Linked DNA regions of Mus musculus: region 2 is linked to region 1. Evidence: chromatin contacts called from public Hi-C data. All regions are on one chromosome and are shown on one strand. The core of a region is the stretch at or near the end of the contact, and the rest is flanking DNA. Distances in the headings are between cores, read along the strand shown.

Evidence for each region. A called contact is a pair of places that touch in the nucleus more often than the background predicts.
Region 2: a Hi-C map of brain shows a contact between it and region 1, with 2.9 times the contacts expected there. The contact joins the enhancer-like site here to the promoter of Maml2 in region 1. A contact is called at or near these places in 1 of 39 promoter capture datasets (neural stem cells), 5 of 484 Hi-C or Micro-C datasets (the Ba/F3 cell line, bone marrow-derived macrophages, brain and 1 more), 21 of 115 datasets of contacts at active chromatin or transcription factors (the 230-238 cell line, bone marrow-derived macrophages, craniofacial prominence and 16 more) and 4 of 9 other capture datasets (adipose tissue, liver, macrophages and 1 more).

Annotation. Positions count from the first base shown.
Region 1 is chr9:13,294,051-13,300,410 of GRCm38.p6, reverse strand. It overlaps Maml2 (mastermind like transcriptional coactivator 2), which reads right to left and starts at 2,453. Exons shown (of 5, transcript NM_001013813.3): 1 at 1,850-2,453. The coding sequence starts at 2,347.
Region 2 is chr9:13,594,047-13,600,406 of GRCm38.p6, reverse strand. The region is part of intron 1 of Maml2 (mastermind like transcriptional coactivator 2); the gene reads right to left. It overlaps Gm51666 (a long non-coding RNA gene), which reads left to right. Exons shown (of 3, transcript XR_003948103.1): 3 at 901-6,360. Among named protein-coding and RNA genes, the nearest start is that of Gm51666, 13 kb to the left of the region's middle. Within about 2 kb of position 2,501, at least 9 of the 459 cell types and tissues checked have an H3K27ac peak or open chromatin away from gene starts, as enhancers often do. A contact at or near this core is called in brain, where this site is marked.

The sequences.
Region 1 (6,360 bases), core at 1,204-3,703:
TGAGGGCAGGGCTACTTAAAGTTACAAGAACCACTGAAGTTGGTTTCATTTTTGCATCTGGTAACACTCCAGCAGAAGAGAACCTTACCAACTTTCCTCCCAATTGGACAGAAGCAAAAACCAAGGAGGGCCTTGGGGGAAATGCCACCTTCCTTGCTGGGGCTGGAAGGGAAAGACACAGGAAAAGTCCATGTGTAGGCTTCTCTAGGCCTGGCATCCAGGGCAGAGATCATGCTTTCCCTCTGGGCTTGGCCGGGGCTCCTGGCTCTCAGTGTCATCCCCAGAAGCACTCACCAGGAGACTCTGAAGCACACAAAGCCACATTATCGGGAGACTTGCAGACAGATTATAAATTTACTGGGGACAATCAAGGCATTGAGTCCCTTTTGGCTGCAGATGCTGGTAACACGCACATGAACACAAACCTCACTCCACCCCTGCTTTTCTCCCCAGCATCTCTCTTCCAGAAGACAAACTTCCCCTTAGCTGGGAATTCCAGGGAGAAGTGAGGATGGAGCAGGTGGGAAAGAGAGGAAGATAGGCCTAGAAACTCCAGTATAAACTGAATAGTTTCATTCGGGGATAAAGCCCAGGCCAGTGTAATTATGGATAGGTAGTTTTCATCTGGACCTGGGGGTTCGGATTCACAGCTCTAGGTAGCCCAAGAAAAACGTTTACCCTCTGGGGAAGAAGAGCGGCGGTCTCAGTCCCCAGAGCTTTCTGGGAGCCATGGGAATCACCGCAGATGAAAGACATGGGAAAGAGCAGCCAGGAAGAAGTCGTGGGCTGGCTGGAACAGGCCTTCTCCTCCTTCAGGAACTTCTTAGTGCCATGCTTCCTTGGGGCTTTCTGAATGTTTGGGGGCTCCCATGGCCATTCTCTGTCTGTGCCTTTCATTAGGCTTGGCTTAGGCAGACAGCAGTTGTCCCATGAACAGTCAGAGAACTTCGGGAGCTTAGCAGGAGAAGCATGTGGGCTTGACTTCCCACTTCTATGGAAAGGCTAATGGCTTAGCGGTTTGGAAGAAGCCGGAACACCACAGCAGTGGGTCACCTGACCAAGATGATGACTCAAAGCTCTGTGGGGTCTGTATGTGTGCGTGGGGGTGTTGCCTGAGCCTCTGAGAAAACACTTCCAGTCAGAAACTTACTCAGGCTTTAGGGTTTGGTGTGCTGTTACCAGGAGGGATTGAAGACGACATGGTGCCTCCTAGAACCGCAGTAACCAGCCCCCAGTGCTTCCGTGAGTGCTCAATTTGAGGATCCAAAATAAAGACTGAATTGGGGCCTGGGATGGGGGGGCCTGTGAGGACCCTGGTAGTCCTCTTCCCAAGCACTCCTGTAGTAGTCTGTGAGGTATTTCCCCATATGTTTGTTTAAAACTCTGGGGACACTGTTAAGTAATAGTCAATCACAGACACCCCTTAACTCCAGAGGAAGGTCACAAGAAGGGGAAGGAGGATGGGGCAAGATGAACAAGGTCAACTGAGCTAAGTTCCTGTCAAGTAAAGAATGTCTTGTTGGGCCTAATCAGAGTCAATATGCTAAAGCAGAGGGTTCTCAAGGGTTTTTCAGCTGTAAGGTCTTCTTTCACAAACTGTGGACTCTGAGCCTCTGGAGAACCCAGGCTCTTACCTCTTCACCCTTTGGGTGTAGTCCAGTGACAATGAGCACGGGTAGCTTTAAGAATGAGAGCTTACAACGACACACACATACCCAGCAACTTTTGAGGGACTGGTATCTTGGCTTCTTCATGGCCATCCATTCCATTCGAGGCCAAGACAGCCACCACTTTCGCAAAAGGCCACATGACTACAGCCAGAATCATAGGAGAAAAACAGGTGCCTTACCGCAAGCAGGGCTGAGTTCCGCTGGTCCCCCGGGGTCGAAGCTGGCGGCTGCTCTCGGTTTATCCCACCGTTATCATTACTGGTCAGCCGGTGCTGCTGATGGTGATGGTGATAGTCTGGTGGAGGTGGTGGGGCCGTGGCTGCCGCTTGGGAGGCCACAGGAGGGGCAGTAGGGGGCGGTGGAGGAGCTGTGGTAGTGGCAGTCGCGACTGTAGCCTTAGCATGTTTGCTAGCCTTCCTTGCCCCCTGACCATGCTGCACCAGGCTGAGAAGCTGCATGGTGCTCTCCCTCTCTCGGTCTGAGCTCTCAGCCCTACCACGTTCATAGCGTCCTTCACAGCTCAGGTGGTGCTGTCGGCAGACAGCAATGCGAGCCCGCAGGCGTTCCACAATAGCACTGTGCACTCTCGGGGTGACTGAGCCCCCTCCAAGGAGCCCCGCCCCAGAAGCCCCTCCCAACCCTCCTGCGGGGGCCTGCGGGGGCGCTGTGTCCCCCATCTTGTTGGACACAATGATTACTGCCTCTGGGATGGTGAGGTGCAAGAGGCTGGTGCTGGCTATTGCAGGCAAAGCTGGTTTCAGTGTTCAGGGCACATGAATAGAGGTCTCCAGAGGGTGGGGAGACAGTGAAGAGGGTGTGGGGGAGGGGAGCGAGTAACAAGAGGGAGGGGAGAAAGATTAGAAACCAATTGGAGAGAGGAAGTTGGAAACAAACCCTGATCAACTTACTCTAATTGCATTTGACAGCTCAGGAGAAGTTGGACGGAGTTGGTAGATTTTTTTTTCTCCCCCACCAGGCTGACAAGAGCCTCTAGGTACTTTGTAAACACAAAGTCTAGGGGACAGTTCAAGAATTCAGGGATTGTCAAGGAAGAGGCAGAAGCACGTAGCAAAAGGAATCAATAGAGTCATTACTAGAGATCCGGGCTCCCCCTCACCTAGCTGCTTCGGGAAATTATTTATAGGGGTATTTCTGCAGAGAAACACATTTCTCCTGGGGGCTGTGGAACCGGCAGCCTTCACTTTTCCTCAGGTTAAAAAACAAACAACAGGACTGTTTCCCAAGGCTCCCGAAGTCATGTTCAAACTGTGCGAAATCAGAGAAGACTATGTTGGTTTCTCCGTCCCTTCCTCTCCCTCCGGTGTTGGTGTTTTCTCCTCGGGGTGGGGGGACAGAAGGATGTAGTCCTCTCCCCAAAGAAGACAGCTTTTCAGTCTTAACAACGTCAGTAATTGGACTTCAGAACCATGCTCTTTTCTTCAAGCTAATCCAATCACCGGCAAAAGTCCCGATTCCCTCTTAGGTTTCTTAGTCTTAAATGAAAGCAGTCTGAAGTGGCTGGCTACTGAGCTCCTTCAACACATTTCCCCCTTTCCCACTTACGTTTTTATTCCTCTCCCCCTCCCCACTTCTATTCTAATACAGTATCAAGACAGACAAAGTCTTCTGAGAGTAATTTACAAACGATGGTCAAACTTACAAACTTCCAGCAAATTGCACCGAGTCATGTCCAGCCACTTTTCTGTCCAGTTTTGTATATTCCATGCCCGGCCAGTGGCTCAGAGGGTCTGGACTCCCAAAGGCAATGTGGCTCTATCTCTTGTAATGCTTCGCTTTATAGATGGGGCGGGTGGGGGGGGGGGAGAGAAGAAAAAAGTCGCTTGTATTTTCCTTTCTCTTTCAGGTCTGTTCCGAGCGCTTTCCTGACACCGACTCCCGCTCCTCGGACTCACGGCGAAACACAGGCTTTCATTGTGCTGCGATACGAGAGGGAGAGAAAGAGAGAGAGAGGGAGAGAGAGAGTGAGACAGAGAGAGAGAGGGAGCCAGCAGGCTGCAGATGGGGGAGGAGGGCGGGAGCTCGGGCTCCCTGGTGGAAGGCTGGTGCCGCTGCTCCAGTGAGTAATCGCAGCCAGGCGCCGGGGAACGGAGTGCAGAGGCCTCCCAGTGGCTGAAGAGGCATCTCTCTACCGCCAACTCTAGGCTCAGCCTCTGCCTGGGTGCTGCGATGGGGGGGAAGACTGGGGAAATTCCCCAGTCTCCTCCTAAGGGTTTGAGCATCTCTCAATGCTGAAGAAACTCCCAGACAGGCACTGTATTTTCCCCTTCCAGGCCCGCAGTCAGCCCTCCTGAGGACATGATTTTCGGTTTTCAATAAGCTGTAACGACACCACTGAGCACCCCCAACAAGAGCTGGGTGAGCACGGAGGAAAAGCTCATTAGCACAGTGAGGAAGTTGGTGAGTGAGTGCTGTGAGGTGCAGAGAGGGAAGCCCACCACTGTCTCCTACGGGGACCCATTGGTGGAAGTCAGTGAGTTTGGGCAACAGGCTTGAGCTGATGAGCAAATAAATCATCACGGATAAATAAACGTTTTATGAGGCTGATATTGTCCTTATCTTGAGAAAGGAAAAAAATCGTTTTCCTTTGAAAATTCACCAAATACAAGGTGTATTGTCAGTAGCTGTCTGCTTGGCAAATATAATATGCCACATGATTTCAAGAACATTCATAACAACAAAAAAAAAAAGGTTTTGATTTCTTATCTTCATATAGTGTGGCTTGTAAAATACTCAAGTAGATTGGACAAATCAGTGTGTACTTATCGATTACAGGGAATAAATTAAGATGGGCATAGTATTAGAAGCCAGAACCACCAAAAACTCAAGTGCTGTAGTTTATAAGTCATTTGGATCTGACGTTTCCAGACACAAAGCTTCATTTACTTAAGCGACTCTAGAATTTCAGCAGTATGATCCTGCTTCAAACGTGAACTATGGGTAGAAGCAAATAAAAATAATGTATCTCAAGCCTGGATTCATCCACAGTTCCATCTCCCGGGGGCTGGCCAACTTTAGCCCACTTTCACAAGCCCCAGGATGTTAAGTTGGAAATGGAGACAGGCACACTCAGACAGGACAGGGTTTGTCTCATCCAAAATGCTTGGAATTCAAAGTATTTCAGATTTCAGGGGTTTTGGATTTGGGGTTATTGACTTAGATTTAACCAGTTGAATATCTTTAATCCCAAATTTCCCCTAATCTATCATGTTAGCTCTGTTTAAATAATTCCATTCTGCAATATCTCGGATTGTTTTTGAATCAACTACTCCAGTCTGTACAACATTAGCCTTTTTTTTCTGAAACATCCTTCTCTCTGTGTTCTTCAAGGCCAAGTTCCTCTCCATTCACGTGGAGAAAGGAGCCATATTTGTTAGAGAAGAAAAATAGAAACAGAGTCATCAGGAATTATTCAAAAGTGAAGGCTTTTTGACTATCGTATATTTCATTTTTGAAAGCAGTGTTCAGTAGGCAGCAACTTCTACTAACTTCTACTTCTGTCATATTTAGCAACCATAACCAGTAAAAGACAACTCTGCAGTATTTAAATGTAAAACAGTGCTCACTCAATAGCCTGCGACAATACAGGTCTTAACAGTGTTGAGGACTTGGTCAAACAAACTACTCTTACTCCTAGGAATATAAATTATAAACTAGAATAATAAATTTGCTAAATTGAAATAAAATTTAATTGACATAAAATTGTTCAGGGTTTTAGGGTATGGCCTATTGTTTCAATTAATGTATACACTGTGGAATAAACTCTAGTGTGTGTGTGTGTGTGTGTGTGTGTTTTCTTTTAAGATATCTGAGTGCAGTTGTGTATGTGACCTGAGGACAGCACTGTGGAGTTAGGTTCTAGCCTTCTACTTTTACCTGGGCTTCAGGGGTTAGATTCAGGTAATAAGCTCACATTGCAAGTGCTTTTAACTGCTGGGTTATCTCTTCAACCTCTACCACTTTGTAATTTTGACAGGAGCATAAATAAAAGCTTGTGAAGCAAGATTTCAACAGACAGGCTTCCCTACTACATTCCAGTATATAAGACAGTTTCCTGGACTCTAGAATCTTGAGTGTCTTTTGTATGAATTAAAATATATACATATGTATATATTATTACCTTTAATCTATTTTTAGTCTAGTAGTTATCCCCCTCTCATTCTGCTCTTTGACTGTTCCTCATCCCATTCCTCCTCCCCCATCTCCAAGAGGATGTTCCCACACCCTACTAGGCCTCCCCATTCCCTGGGGCCTCAAGTCTCTCTAGGGTTAGGTGCATCTTCTCCCATTGAGTCCAGACCAGGCAGTCCTCCTCTGTACATGTAGGTATGTGTCTGGGGCCTCAGACCAGCTAGTGTATGCTGCCTGGTTGGTGGCTCAGTGTCTGAGAGATCTCGGGGGTCCAGGTTTGTTGAGACTGCTGGTCTTCCTATGGGGTCACCCTCCTCTTCAACTTCTTCCAGCCTTTCCTTAATTCAACCACAGGGGATTCCCGACTTCAGACCAGTGGTTGGGTTTAAGTATCTGCTCTGTCTCAAGTCAGCTGCTTGTTGGGCCTCTCAGAGGGCAGCCATGCTAGGCTCCTATCTGTAACTACATCATAGCATCAGTAATAGAGTCAGGAGTTGGAGCATCTCCTTGAGATAGATTCCAATTTGGGCCTGTCACTGGA
Region 2 (6,360 bases), core at 1,252-3,751, 300 kb before region 1:
ATGGATAGTGAATGTGATACAGTGTGACACCCTAGAACCTAAGGAGGAGGCTGAAACCTCCTTCTGGCCTTCTCCTACTTCCTAAGCAGCAGGGAACTTCTGACCTTCACTTTGCTGCTCTCCTCCCCCGCCCTCTCCATCCTCACATGTCCCACCTGCCTGTACACTTGTTCCCTCTCCTGTAATCTTCGCAGACTGAGAGGATAACCTGCTATACCAAAGCTCGTCTGATGCATCGATTTTGGTAACATAAGGAACATCCTGGGCCTAATGGAAAGTGTTCTTTGACCAAAAACCAAGAGAGAGCCAAGGGCAAGTGTCAAAGCCAGTGGGTCGGCTGCTGCGGAAAGGCTGTGTTCCTCTGTGGGTCTGTCAGCTGAGGGAAAGCTCTGTGCTCTGCACTGTGGGCCCATTCTGTGTCTGAGTCACGGAAAATCAGACAGCACTGCACAAAAATGCAGAATACATTTGTGCTCTTCTTTTATGAATAGTCTGGATCTTGGTTGCCCTTCTGTAGCGCAAAATAAAGCATGGAGTTTCTAGAAAAAGGATGGAGAATTGGTGTTGGGGAGGGGAGGAGATGGGGATGGGCAGCAGAACACAATGGAAAGTTCCTTAAAAGAAAAAAAAAAAGAGCCATATGCTTCCTCACTTCTCTTCCTTACAAGCCAGGGGTGCTCATGCTTGATCATGTGGTTTAGAGCAAAAACTCACACTACAAGAATTCCACCACCTGCATCACTTTAGTTTAGATCACTAGTTACTTCAAGTTGGTACTTTAAAACAATTTCCTTGAATACCTAAACCTATAAGACAGACATATCAGCTTATTAACTAGGAGAATCTCATTCTCTCATGTAAAAATCCCAACTCTGATGAAATTCTCCCCTTCAATTCCAGCCTCCCACCAGCTTTCCGACATGGCTTTGCTGCAGAGCCGGAGCCACTTGAGTCCACAGAACAGCTCTGGTGCTGTCCATCTGCCACAGTCCTTCCTCTTGTCTGAGTAAAAACAATGCACCTGTCTGTGGGAAGCCAGCACCACCCTGCAACGAGCATATTCTCTTATCTTCTAGCCCCCTCCCCTCAAGGCCCTTCTCTCTTCCCAACAATGTCCTTGCTATTCTATGCCTTTTCCATCTGTTTAGCGTGGCCCACTGCATTTCCCTAGGATTGCCTGCATAGGTGTGGGTGATAGGACTATTCAGTTGGGCAAGGGCATCTCACCAGTGACTACACCACTAAAGAATATGATCTCTGTCCCCACAGCAAGCACCAACTGCCTACATCTCCTCAGGGACGAGTGGGACCTTATGGGGAAAACCCCCAACTATTCCTAGAAGTCAAGAAGTAACATCTAGAGTTTCACTAATCAGAAAAGCTCCTGTCTCTACTGGACTGTGCTGATGTCGAGGAACAGCTAAATGGCAGATATGGGGGTCCCATTCAATGTCCTTATCAGGAGACACAGGCTTAGGTTCATCTCTTAACTAGTATGACAAGGCTGAAGCATACCAGGACAATACAGAGCCAGTGAGTCTGATCTTAAAATGGCAAAGTAGCAGATGGGAATGGGTGGAGCAGGCAGCAAGGTGGCACAAGAGCCATAAGTGCACAGAATTATGGGGAACCCCTGGCCTTCTATGAAGTTCTGACTGGAGATCTAGAGGCAAGAAGGGGCCCTTGGGCTCACAGGTAGGTCAAAGCTGAGCATTTTACTCAGGGGGTCAATAAGGTAGAGGTGGGGACATTTGCTTAACTACAAGCATCCTCCAAACAAGCATGGATCACAATTAACTAGATGCACGTGCCACATGTTACCTCGGTGAAATCTGGCCAGCACAGGCATGCTATCGACACTAGTATCTATGTGTTAGACTCTGTCCTATAGAGATTTTGTTCTCATAAATTGCAAGGAGTAGTCATGGCATTTATGAAGTCACTGGCATCAAATAGGACAGGATAACAATGATGACTATAAAAATGCCTAGAAGTGATTGACTCTTGGGGAAAACGCACAGTGTACTAACGGGCAAGTGTGCTAAGTTTAGTGGGGTGGTCAGGAAAGCCTTCCCAGAGGCTGGGGTGGGGGGCACAGATGCCAGCCTGCAAAAAGGGTAGCTACAAGTGAGGGCTCAGGGACTGTGGAGATGGAATGGACCACTTGCTTTTCTTGCTGGAGGCTGACAGTGTTTTTTGTCTCTCTGTGTGCTGCTGTAAGAGCGAGCAAGGACATCTGCCTGTATTCTACATGCTTTTAATTCCTGGTCAGATTCTCACTACATGAGCATATCTCTTTTGACTGGGTAGGTTTCTGAAAGGCACTCAAGATACAACATATGCCGCCCTGCAGGGATGAAAAGCCAGAGACGGCAGGTACTCCTACTGAAGAGCCACATTGCAAAACACAATTCTTCTTCATTTAGCCTTCCCTGAACTGGAACAGGACCCTGCCAGCCAGCCTGTAGCACAGTGTACCTTTTCTGTGTTCCATGCTGCCCTAACAACATAGCAAGTAGGAGGTCCTGGCGTGTGTGTGCAATTTGGAGACAGGTTTTGTGCTCAGCTGCTAAGCCTTCTGGTGTTCAGCCACGGGGACATACGGTGCTGAACCCTCGGAATCTGTAGGATTGGGAGGAAGAGGGTGGAAAAATAAAATAGGTTTCCAAATTGCTTTCACCCAACAACTGACTCCTTTTAGTTTAAATGCATTCTGCTTGTTGGGGTGTGGTACTGATCCCTAGGTATGGCAAAGAGAAGACGGTTTTGATTTTCAGCTTATCAGTACAGCCATTCAACAGTGGCTGTATCAAGGCCCTACTAAGTACAACATACTGTGGTATCATATAGGAGAAACACAGAGAAATAAACAATCAAACAAGAACCAATGAATTGTTTTTAAAGAGCAAAGGCGAAGCTGTCAGCAAGCAATCTTTGAGTTATAATAATATATGGTGAACTGAATCGATAGCTGTTCATCGAGGTATCTGAATGGATTGCATCGGACCCAGAGGGTAAGGTCTAACCTTGTATGTATGAGATCAAGCACAAACCATTTAGGGAAAGTTTGAAGTCAGACCAGATGTGAGAGCGGGGCCTTCCAAAGGGAAGAGAATTCAGAGAAAATGAGGAGTAAAAGAAGAGCAAAAAGAACATTGGTAAGGCATGGATTCAAGGCTAGCTTTGCAAGTTCCCAGACTTCACTAGTGGCCATGGACTTACCGATGACCTCAGAGCATGTCACAGTACTGACACATCTTCAGCAAGTACCTGAGCAAGGGAAGGGAATGGAGGAATGCAGGGAAACAAGGCACGTGACAAACAGTAGTCATATCTGTCTCACCACTGCCTTGACACCACGTTACCCTTTTCTTAGAGAAGCTAAGACCCTTAGAAATTAAATGGTCTGAAAGCTTCCAGAATCTAACTACACCCTGTTGCCAAAATTACCTTTCACCAACAGTGAGTAAACTCTGTGATCAATAAACAACAAAAGTTACAACGAGTCTGGAAAAGACCAAGGAGGTTAGCCTAAGATATCACCTTTTGCCAGGTAAATCCATCCATCCTGGAGAGACTCCCACTGTCTTCCAAAATTCCTACCAATCAAAGACTTCTCTACACTACCCTCACTATGCCAAGAAATAATGTTGGTGGCTAAGAACTGCCATTCTATGTAATTCAACTAACAGGTGTGAAATCTACATTGTGGTGCAGTCTGTATAAGTAGAGTTGAGTCACAGAGGATTCCAAGGGCAGGAGAAGGCAAGCACCCTGGGATGATGGACAAGGCTCTGAATATAAAGGGCTCCAGGATAGCCCTATGTGCTTCCGGGGTGTGAAGGCGGACTTCTCCAGCTTAAGGTCCGGGAGCCTAGAACCCTGCCTAGTATATGGAATACCTTCACTCAAAAGGTCTGTTGTACTGAGGAAGGCACAAAGGCTAGAAAGAAAATGGTGCAGAGGAGTGGGTTCACAATGAGCAGGGCCAGTGTCTATCACAGTCAGAAATGATGATGTTAGGGTGATGCAGTCAAAAGTCCTTTCTCTCAGGTGCTCCTGCTTGGGAAGAAGGCTGTCTGATTCATTCTTGCCATTTTTTTCCAGATGGTTAGGCAGAACCAAGGAGAAGATTTTCTGTTTTGCCCCTCCAGGTGGAACATTGGGTCCTCTCCTCTTCAAGAGTTTCTCCCATCTATAAGTCACAGAACTCTGCACCACTCTAACTACCTTTAAAAGGATTATTTTTAAGTTACGTGTACCTGTGCTTGTCTCTGTGGAGGCATGTGCACATGGATACAGATGACTGAGGAGGCCAGAGGAGGACATCAAATCTCCTGGAGGTAGAGTTGCAGGAACGGGTGCTGGGGACTGAACTTGGGCTCTCTCCATGAGCAGAATATGCTTTTAACTGCTGAGTCCTCCCCCAGTCCTACTATTGGCTCTTATGCCTTAACAAACCACTTTCATGCCTGTTAGCATATGGAGTCTTACAACTGTCCTGTGCTGCGGGTATTTCTTAGGTCGGACGTGGTGAGTAAGATCCTTAGCTGGAGGTGGAGGCTGCAGGTGTGGCTTCTGAAAGGCTCCCTGGGGTCAGCAGTTTTCCTGGCTTATCTGTGTAGAACTGATGAAATCACAAAGTCCCCAGGCATGAAAACGGGCTGTACAGGAGGCAGTGAGTTGTGCTCATTTTGAAGATGGCAGGGATGTAAGTCCAGAAAGGCAGTCAGCCTGTAAGAGCAAGAAAAGACCTGGGAACAGGAGCCTTCTAAGTCTACCAGAAAGAACATGGGCTGCCGGCACACTGCCTGCAGCTCAGATACACAGCTCTGAGTTAATGGCTTCCTGAAATCCGCATATCAACCAGTTAGATAAGCTCCATTCCATATCCAGGCACATCAGGCTGCTTGGCAGTTGGCTCTTTCTTGTTTTTCTTTTTTAATTAATTGGTTGTGACAGGGTTCTTCTATGCAGCATAGGGTTGTCTTGAATTCACAATCACCTTCTTCAAGACCTCCACAGTGCCAGGAATTACAGGCAACTACCAGCATACCTAGCTCAGATGTTTCTGGAAACTGAGCCTGTTTCTAACACAGCTTCATCTTTGTTACAGGACTTTGTGTGTGCCCTTCAAATTCATTAGAAGCTGTAACAGCTTTATTTATCTATTAGTTACATCTGTTCCCACCGGAATACAGGTTCCTTCAGAAGACATAGGCCCTGAATGCACTCACCATGGAGCCCCTACTGCCTACAACACTGTCTGGCAAACAGAAAGTTGTCCCGTTTTCGAAAAGACTCACACCTTCTGCTATGATTACACTGTAGCTGAGGGAAACCAGAAACCAAGATGGTGGTAGAGTGTTCATGTAGATCTTAAAGAAGACTTGAGGTGGGATGGAGAAGAAAGGACAGCACCAATCCCTGACACAGAGTCGTCCCCCCCAGCCCCCCCCCAGCCCCCCCTGCTTTTCCCTGAAGCTGGAAGCTCAGGTCCCTTGCAGAATCTGCCATGAAGCTGTCTGATTGCTCCTTTCTCCTTTTCAACAAGCCTGCCTCCCAGCCCCTTAAGCACTTTGTTTCCATCCTGTATCTAATTGCTTTTGGGTAATTATATCATTAACTCTTTGTAATGAATAATAAAAAATAAATCACATTTGTGTAAAGCTGTGTAGCAAGGTGCCCGAGTGAGCAATTTTCAGCTCCTTTCCCTTCCTTCTTCGTCTTCACTCTCTGCCTTCTTGAAAGCCTCAGAATTAGAATGCCAGCCAAGTGGGGACACAAAACACGGATACTTAAAGTGTCCCTGGGTGATGATGATCTGCGAGGTTTGGAAATCACTGACCTAGAGGATCAGAGTCCTCAGAGACTAACAGGAAAATGAACTACAAAGCATTCACGTTGACTTACTTCTTGCCTCTGAATCGCTCCAGGGAGAGCGTTCCTTCTCAGTAATTCTAGGGCTGGGGCTGTGATTTGGAATCCACAGGATGGGAAGATGATAGGAAAGGACAATACCTGGGAGGTGCCCGCATTTGTAACTAATGAGTGAATACTCATTTGAAGGTCACCCGAGTCAGGAGAGTGGGAAGGAGAGTGTGGGTGCCAATCTAGAGCTCAGGCCAGTTTCTACAAGGGGCAAGAATGATCTCACGGTCTGTGTCATGATGTACCCAGAACATAGGTCTCGCACATTAGCCTTGTAGAGATCCCAAGTCCTATTTGGGGTCCTGAGAGAGCCTGGCTTCCTAAATTGCTCCCAGATAATGAGGTCATGTCCACTGAGCATGGAGGAGCCTCAGTGGTCTCAGATCTTGAAGAAATGAGCAGAGCAGATTTCCAGGGACATCAGAATAT